Linked DNA regions of Pan troglodytes: region 2 is linked to region 1. A link is a contact called in public Hi-C data. All regions are on one chromosome and are shown on one strand. The core of a region is the stretch at or near the end of the contact, and the rest is flanking DNA. Distances in the headings are between cores, read along the strand shown. Region 1 has its middle 38 kb from the start of DUSP1. Region 2 holds the start of DUSP1 (dual specificity phosphatase 1).

Evidence for each region. Hi-C and Micro-C count contacts between places; a contact is called where the count stands out from the background.
Region 2: a Hi-C map of stem cell-derived neural progenitor cells shows a contact between it and region 1, with 2.2 times the contacts expected there. The contact joins the promoter of DUSP1 here to the enhancer-like site in region 1. A contact is called at or near these places in 1 of 7 Hi-C or Micro-C datasets (stem cell-derived neural progenitor cells) and 1 of 1 datasets of contacts at active chromatin or transcription factors (stem cell-derived excitatory neurons).

The regions. Positions count from the first base shown.
Region 1 is chr4:170,395,374-170,399,463 of NHGRI_mPanTro3-v2.0_pri, reverse strand. No RefSeq gene overlaps it. Among named protein-coding and RNA genes, the nearest start is that of DUSP1, 38 kb to the left of the region's middle. Within about 2 kb of position 1,818, at least 8 of the 24 cell types and tissues checked have an H3K27ac peak or open chromatin away from gene starts, as enhancers often do. A contact at or near this core is called in stem cell-derived neural progenitor cells, where this site is marked.
Region 2 is chr4:170,433,318-170,437,407 of NHGRI_mPanTro3-v2.0_pri, reverse strand. DUSP1 (dual specificity phosphatase 1) reads left to right here and starts at 2,398. Exons shown (of 4, transcript XM_527120.8): 1 at 2,398-3,112; 2 at 3,391-3,536; 3 at 3,903-4,090. The coding sequence starts at 2,746. LOC134809993 (a long non-coding RNA gene) reads right to left here and starts at 2,331. Exons shown (of 2, transcript XR_010157048.1): 1 at 1-2,331.

The DNA of each region.
Region 1 (4,090 bases), core at 569-3,068:
GTTCGTTGGTTGCCTGCAGGGCTCCCAAGGCTCCCTGTGGGCTGGAACCCTGCCCATCTCTGGGGTTTGCCTCTGTGACCCTGCTCTGTTCCCACCTTCCCCACCACGGCCTCCATCCCTTCCTGCAAGTGGATCAGCCCAAACCCTGGAGCTGTGTTGATGACTTTATCTCCCTCCCACCTAGGCCTGCCTCGCAGCTCTTCCTCCAAAATATATGCTGGCTCGGCTGCCGCCCACCCCTCCGGTGCCCACCCCTCAGGACTGCCCAGTTGTCTCTCGCCTGGCCTCAAGTCCCTGCTGGGCTTCCATCCTTGGCCACAAGGCAGCCAGAGGGGTCCTTTGAAAATATGGCTCTGAGAGTCCCGCCTCCCCAACACGCTTGGGGGACACCTCCAATGCCTGGCCGGTACACCAAGCCCTAGCTGCTCAGGCCCTGCCACCCCCTCCCTGCCTTCACTCTCTTTGCTTTACCCTGCAGGCCTCCCTCCCATGTGCCCACAGAGCCTGGGCACCTGCCCCACAGTGCCAGCATCTCCCCCAGGTCTCTGCCCAAATTCACCTGCTCAGAGAGGCCTTCCCTGGTCTCCCCAACTGGCCCCCATACACACAAACACACACACATGCATACACACATACATACACAAATACACATAGATATACACACAAACACACACTTACACATACATACACAGGCACAGCATACACACACAAGTCCACATACATACAATATGCCGTCATAGAGCTTACACTTTAGAGAGATGGACAATATTGTAAAGTTTATAAATAAGTGATTTGTGCATTTCATAAATAAAATTAAAAGAGAATATAATTTTGGGTGGAAATAAGCACTTTAAAAAGCTAAGGAGGTGGCTGGGCGTGGTGGCTCACACCTATAATCCCAGAACTTTGGGAGGCCGAGATGGGCGGGTCACCTGAGGTCAGGAGTTCAAGACCAGCCAGGCCGCCAACATTGTGAAACCCTGTCTCTATTAAAAATACAAAAATTAGCCAGGTGTGGTGGCCGGCGCCTGTTACCCCAGCTACTTGGGAGGCTGAGGCAGGAGAATCGCTTGAACCTGGCAGGTGGAGGTTGCAGTGAGCCAAGATTGCGCCACTGTGCTCCAGCCTGGACAACAGAGCAAAACTCTGTTTCAAAAATAAATAAATAAATAGGAGGGAAGCAATAAAGAAGAGACTAAGGTATATATGTCACACACACACACACACACACACACAGCCTAGTCCCCTCTTCATCTGTTTTCTTAGTTTTTTTCAAAGTGCTCATTTCCACCTGAAATTATACTCTCTGATAATTTTATTTATGAAATGTATAAATCAATTGTTTCTAAGCTTCACAATATTGCCTGTCTCACTGAATGACAGCACAAATATCGTCTGCAGGAGAGAAGGAAGGAAAAAGGAAGGAAGAAAGGAAGGAGGGAAGGAAGGGAGGGAGGGAGGGAGGGAGGGAGGGTGGATCAGATCTGGCTGGGCAGAGACAGCAAGGAGGGGAGAGGTGAGCCCGTGCGGGGATATCTGGGGAACAGCCTGGTCTGGCTGGCTCAGAGAGGGTGCAGGGCACTGTGGGACATGAGGCTGGGGGATGACTTTTGGAACAAAATGTGTGGAGCCTTAAATGCCAGAAAAGAGAGCTGTGGAACCAAGGGGCAGATATGTGTTTTTGACCTTAAACCTTTTTCCTCTCCCTGGAAGGCAAGTTAGTGTCTAGAAAGAACAGCGGATTCCTCAGGGTCCAGTCCTGTAGAGCTGCTCATATTCCAGCCTCCAGCCCACAGCCGGGGAGGGTGTGGACTCGGGGAGCTGGGGCCAGGGAGGAACTTGCAGCGTAACACCCTCTGGAATGCTGTGGCTGCAATTAACTCGCTCCAGATTCACTCAGTTCCCGTCAGAACATGAAACCAGAGGGAAAAAACCCATGAGGCCCGGACTGATCAGCACAGAACTTAGCAACCGCACAACAAGCTGCAGCTGACCCGTCCCTGGAGCTGAGGTGCTTTCCGGCCAGGCCCAGGGGTTAGGAGCTGGGAGCTGATCTGCTGCTTCTGGCTGGCTTGAGGAGCCCGAGGCCCACCCCAAGACCTCAGGAGGTCCACCTGGCCGGCGCCAGTTGGGTGAAGCTGTGGCTCAGGCTGGACACAGAACCACAAGGGCTCCCAGGAATGGCTTCACTTCCCCATTCCACCACGTGGAGAGACTGAGAAGGGTATTGTTGGCTGGTCCCTGCTCCCAGACTCAGTCACCCTGGACATCCTGGTTTGCTCTGCTGGTTCATGGGTTCACTAGCTCCACACCCTTGCCAGGAGCCCACAAGGGAATCTGGGACTTCAGAGTTTTAGCAACATCCCAATCATCCGGGCATTTCTCAGTGACTCACAGCCTCCCATCTGCTCCATCATTACATCTGGAAGGCCAGGAGCTTGGCCAGCTCCTGACCCAGTTCCTCCATCCTGCCTCCTCTCTCCCAGGCCAGCTTCACACTTACTGGGCCGGCGTGATTGTACCATAAAATATCTCAAGCATATGGAAAAGTTCAGAAAATCATGTTTCGGCCAAACAGCTGTCACTCCTGTTTAATCCTTAATGATCTGCCTGATTTGTTTCAGGGGGTGATGGTGGGGTGTCCCCAGGCCTGTCTGGGGAGGAAGCCCACCAGCAGAGCTAGAGAAGGCTCTGGAAGGGTCAGTATCTTTGTGTGCATTCCAATGCCTATCACGTCCGTCGTGGATGTCTAGCAGGTCTCTGACAATAGGCCTGGCATCATAGTAGGTCCTCAGGGAGCAGTGGTTTTCCTGATAGTGTTGCGTCCCACCTGAAAGCCAGTGAGGCAGGCAAGTAGTCTGCAAATGAGGAAAGAGAAGCCCAGATTGGGGCTCAAGGTCACTCAGCCAGAAAGGGGACCAGGACAACGAGCCAAGGCCTTGTTGGGAGCAGAGCGATGACAGCCACTGATGGGCCCCTCTTCCCCCAGTGCCATCCCTTCCTGGGGGTACATGGAGGAGGGCCATCTCCAGGATGAGCCCTTCGGAGGGGAGGCTGAGGGCACCATCCGGCTGGAGAGCAGGGCTTGTGGGAGAAATGGCCTGGATTTCTCTGATGCAGCCATTTGGGGGATTGGAGGCAGAGGCTTCTCCAGGGATGGGGGTCTCCAGGCTCGCTCTGACGACCCCTCCCTCCCTCTGCAGCATCTGTAGTTGGGTCTGCTTGAAACTGCTCCTCGCCCTGCCTGAGTGACGGGGAGTCAGAACAATCTCTTTACAGCTGGGGGCCCAGAGGAGGAGTGGGTCTGGGGTCCAGAGCTCGGGGATGCCAGTTCCCGCATCTGTTTGCTCGACTCCAGAGTGCCTTGACCTAGTCCATAGCGGTTCAGCGCAGCTCACTAAGGATGGCCACCCGTGCTATCCTCCAAGCTGTCACAGGTACCAGGTAAGAGGTAGGGCAGTGGGAGGGGGGGATCCTTCTGGAACCCCAGTCCCCAAGATGGAGTCCCTGGCCACCACTTCTGAGCTGTGTGGCCCCGGACAGGCAGTTTCTCCTTACTGAGGCTCAGTTCATCCTATGTGCGCTGTGGGGGTTAAGTGATGAATGTGGCACATCCCTGGCACCCCAAAATGACGGCTCTTATTACAGTGGAAAGTCCGGGCACACCTGCTACCCTCCCCCCACTGTGTTGTTCTAGAACATTGGTTCTCAAAGTGTGGTCACCGCACCACCCGCAACAGTGTTGCCCAGGAACCTGTTAGAAATGAAAACTCCCCGGCCCCACCTCAGAACCACTGAATCAGAAACTCTGGGGTGGGGCCCAGCGCTCTGTGTTGAACAAGCTTCCTGGGGATTCAGATGTGCACTCAGGATTGGGGACCACTCCTTTAGGTCATCCACATAACCACGACACTTCCCTGCTCTAAACCCTTCCATGGCTCCCAACTGCTTTCTGGATAAAATTGAAAGGCTCTAACCAGCATTCAAAGCCCTCCCCTTGTGGCCCTGGCTGACAGGAGGTGGCCAGCCTGTTTTCCCAGCCCCGTGATAGGCTGCCGGAGGTGACTCATGCCTCGGACCTGTTTACCTG
Region 2 (4,090 bases), core at 1,149-3,648, 37 kb before region 1:
CCTTCTCCCTGGTTCTGAGGCAAGTCTCTGAAAGGCACAGGGGCATGATGATATATAAAGAACCATTCTGCTGGGAAGGGGAAACCCTAGAGATACAGTGAATCATAAAGAGCAGGGGTGAGGTAGGGCCTGGGTTCTCTAAACCCCCCATCTTTCACTTGGGCCTCAAACCATCTACAAAGTGGGCCAGTGTAGACGCACTGTACAGATGTGGGCTTGGAGGCTCAGTAGGGGTCGAGGCTCACCTCTGACCATCCAGGAGCAAAATGACAGGGTTCAAGTCTACTCTCTGCACTCTTTCCAGCAAGGGAGGAGAGAGAAAAGCAGGAGAGGCCAGCAGACACCTGGCTCTAGGGCCAGACTGTGCCACTACTACTGTGATAATGGCATTAAAAAGCTTTCTTTTCTTTCTTTTTTTTTTTTTTTTTTGAGACAGAGTCTTGCTCTGTCACCAGGCTGGAGTGCAGTGGTGTGATCTTGGCTCACTGCAACCTCTGCCTCCCGGGTTCAGCCTCAGCCTCTCGAGTAACTGGGATTACAGGCGCCCACCACCACGCCCAGCTAATTTTTGTATTTTTAGTAGAGACAGGGTTTCACCATGTTGGCCAGGATGGTCTCGATCTCCTGACCTCATGATCCGCCCCCCCTCGGCCTCCCGAAGTGCTGGGATTACAGGTGTGAGCCACAGCGCCCAGCTCTTAAAAAAGTTTTCTTTTTGAAAAATTTCGGTAGGGGAAGGTATAATAAATGCTCTTGGTGAGAAAAAAAATGGGACAAATCAAGTCGGTATGCAGTGAAAGGTCAGCAGCTGTAACATTCTATGATTCAACGCAAAAACTATGTTGAGTTCCTCAGCTGAATAAGTAGTATAAACAATTTTTCTTCTATCTCTCCATACAGGGAGGGCGTTGCTCTTATCTGAGGACCTCTTTGCTGTCCTCGACCAATGTTCAAATGAAGGTAGAAAACGCCCTTTTAAAAAAAAGCACTCCATGCCCTGAACTTTTCTAGAAGAATCCAGGCGGAACATTTGCGCAGGCGAAAACACACAAGCTAAGCGAGGCAAATGCAGAAGTTGCCACTGGTGATACAGCTCACACAGCGACGACACAGGGTGGCCAGCGAAATCCCCTCCCCCAGGAGGGGAGGAAACCGCAGAATGTTCCTGACTCGGCACCCGGGCGGGTGGCGCAATGTTTATGTTTGTGTACCTAGCGCGTCGCGTCGCTGCAGCAGGCTCCGCTGTCCAGGGGGCCGTCACTGGGACTCAGGGCACGGATATCGCTGGGCGGGGCGGGGGTCTTCCCAAGCGTTGCGATCCAGGTCCTGGCAATCCGCCCAGAATGGCCCGGGATTGGATTTTGCTTTCGGCCTATAACGGCCGCGACGACAGGGAGCGAGGGTTGTGGCCGGCTTCTGTTCCGGGTTGGAGCCCCCCAGCCCAGCGCTTAGTGGGCGCTCACTGTGTATACTGCCTATTTGTATAATAAAGAAAGGGATGGAGAAGCTCAGTCTGGAGCCAAGGTGACAGAAACGTGTCGGGCGGCCCCTGGGGGGCGCCGTCGAGTCGCGCTGCGGGTCGCCCCTCACCCCTCCAAACGCCAAACCCTGGAATCCACTGCGGGGCCTTGCGACCCCTCACCGGGATTTCAGCCCCCTGACCTGCCTCCCTTGGCTCCAAGTCTTCCGGGGGCCACAAGACTAGGAATAGCATTATTTCCCGGTGGGAGTTAGCTTGCTTACACTTTCATGGCAAATGTAGATATTTTAAAGCCACCTTAAAGAAAGTCTGGGAAACAGGAAAGCATTGCCCTGAACCTCTCCGCCCCAACTCGCTCGAGTCGGTCTTGGTAGGGACGACTTTTCTATCGGCAGAGTTGTTCATTTTTCTCTAAGCTTCATCTTAGGCGCCTATTTGCTGCCCCCACCCCAGTAGTGTGGTTCTGGGCAAGTCAGTCGCTTCGCCTGGGGAACCTCAGTTTCCCCGCCTGTTAGTGATGAGGAAATGAGAAAAAGGGGCACAAGAGTATGCAAAAGCACAGGAAGCCCCTTTCGGTTCAGGTCGGCGGCCGAGGGGCACGGGGAAGGGGACTCGGGGAGGGAGAGAGGAAGGAGCGGCGAGGCCAAGGCAGGTGGCACGTCGCCCGTTCTCCCGGCCGCTCGCATCCCGGAGGTCAGCCTCAGCTGGCAGCGAGCCCTCCTCCTCCCCGCTGGGCCTGGAGCGCGGCGCGGGCCCGGTCCCTGGGGACGCGCCAAGAGCAGGCCGGACAGCAGGGCGGGGGCCGGGCCGCGAGCCAGCGCGCGGCGAGCGGACCCAGCTCCGAGGCTGATGACGTCTCCCCCTCTGGCTCGGCGGCGCCTGGCCTGGCAGGGCGGGTGACGTCACCGCCCCGTCACGTGATCACCATTCAAACAAACACCCCCCCTCCCCCTGCGCGCGGGTCTGGCCCGCCCCGTCCCCCAGGGGCCGCATATAAACGCGCTCCCCGGGCCAGGCTCGCTGCGAAGGACTTTTGGGCTGTGTGTGCGACGCGGGTCGGAGGGGCAGTCGGGGGAACCGCGAAGAAGCCGAGGAGCCCGGAGCCCCGCGTGACGCTCCTCTCTCAGTCCAAAAGCGGCTTTTGGTTCGGCGCAGAGAGACCCGGGGGTCTAGCTTTTCCTCGAAAAGCGCCGCCCTGCCCTTGGCCCCGAGGACAGACAAAGAGCACCGCAGGGCCGATCACGCTGGGGGCGCTGAGGCCGGCCATGGTCATGGAAGTGGGCACCCTGGACGCTGGAGGCCTGCGGGCGCTGCTGGGGGAGCGAGCGGCGCAATGCCTGCTGCTGGACTGCCGCTCCTTCTTCGCTTTCAACGCCGGCCACATCGCCGGCTCTGTCAACGTGCGCTTCAGCACCATCGTGCGGCGCCGGGCCAAGGGCGCCATGGGCCTGGAGCACATCGTGCCCAACGCCGAGCTCCGCGGCCGCCTGCTGGCCGGCGCCTACCACGCCGTGGTGTTGCTGGACGAGCGCAGCGCCGCCCTGGACGGCGCCAAGCGCGACGGCACCCTGGCCCTGGCGGCCGGCGCGCTCTGCCGCGAGGCGCGCGCCGCGCAAGTCTTCTTCCTCAAAGGTACGCCCTCGGGGAAGCTCGGGGCGGGCCGCACACCCCTGAGGTTTTGCCCGGTACCCCTGGCTCTCGGCTCCCGGGGGATCGCCCCACCTGCAGCGCGTGGGCGCTGGAGTACATTTATCTCTGGAACTTGTCATTGGCTTTGTTTGGCTCTGGAAACAAAGACTTGCCTGGGCCTTTCCGATGTAAACTTCCAGCCCTTGGTGGGTGGGGGAGTTGTATGAAGGTGCCGTGTCCCGGCGTCACTAATGGGGAAAAAAATGTCTTTGTATTCCCAGGAGGATACGAAGCGTTTTCGGCTTCCTGCCCGGAGCTGTGCAGCAAACAGTCGACCCCCATGGGGCTCAGCCTTCCCCTGAGTACTAGCGTCCCTGACAGCGCGGAATCTGGGTGCAGTTCCTGCAGTACCCCACTCTACGATCAGGTTAGTAGGTGTCCCTGCCACAGGGAAGAAGTAAGAACTGGCAGAGGCATGGAAGAGTAGTGCCAGGGAGAATATAGAAAGTGACCTGCAGCATTATTTATAACGGAGGGGACACAGGGATATGATTTATTCCACAGTTAAGTGGTCTGACGGAGCCGAGTCTCCAATTGTAGGCTCTACGGAAATGAACTTGCTGGTCCTGCCCAGGCAAATGGGCTTAGTTCCCTATTTATTTATCCTCCAGCAACAGAACTGAGTTCACTCGGTATCTGAAATTGACTTTTCCAGCAGAAAGTTTTTGTGGGTATGGGCACTGGCCTTGGCTTTGAGCAAGCTTGATGAATGTTGGATATTTCTGGATTTCAGGGTGGCCCGGTGGAAATCCTGCCCTTTCTGTACCTGGGCAGTGCGTATCACGCTTCCCGCAAGGACATGCTGGATGCCTTGGGCATCACTGCCTTGATCAACGTCTCAGCCAATTGTCCCAACCATTTTGAGGGTCACTACCAGTACAAGAGCATCCCTGTGGAGGACAACCACAAGGCAGACATCAG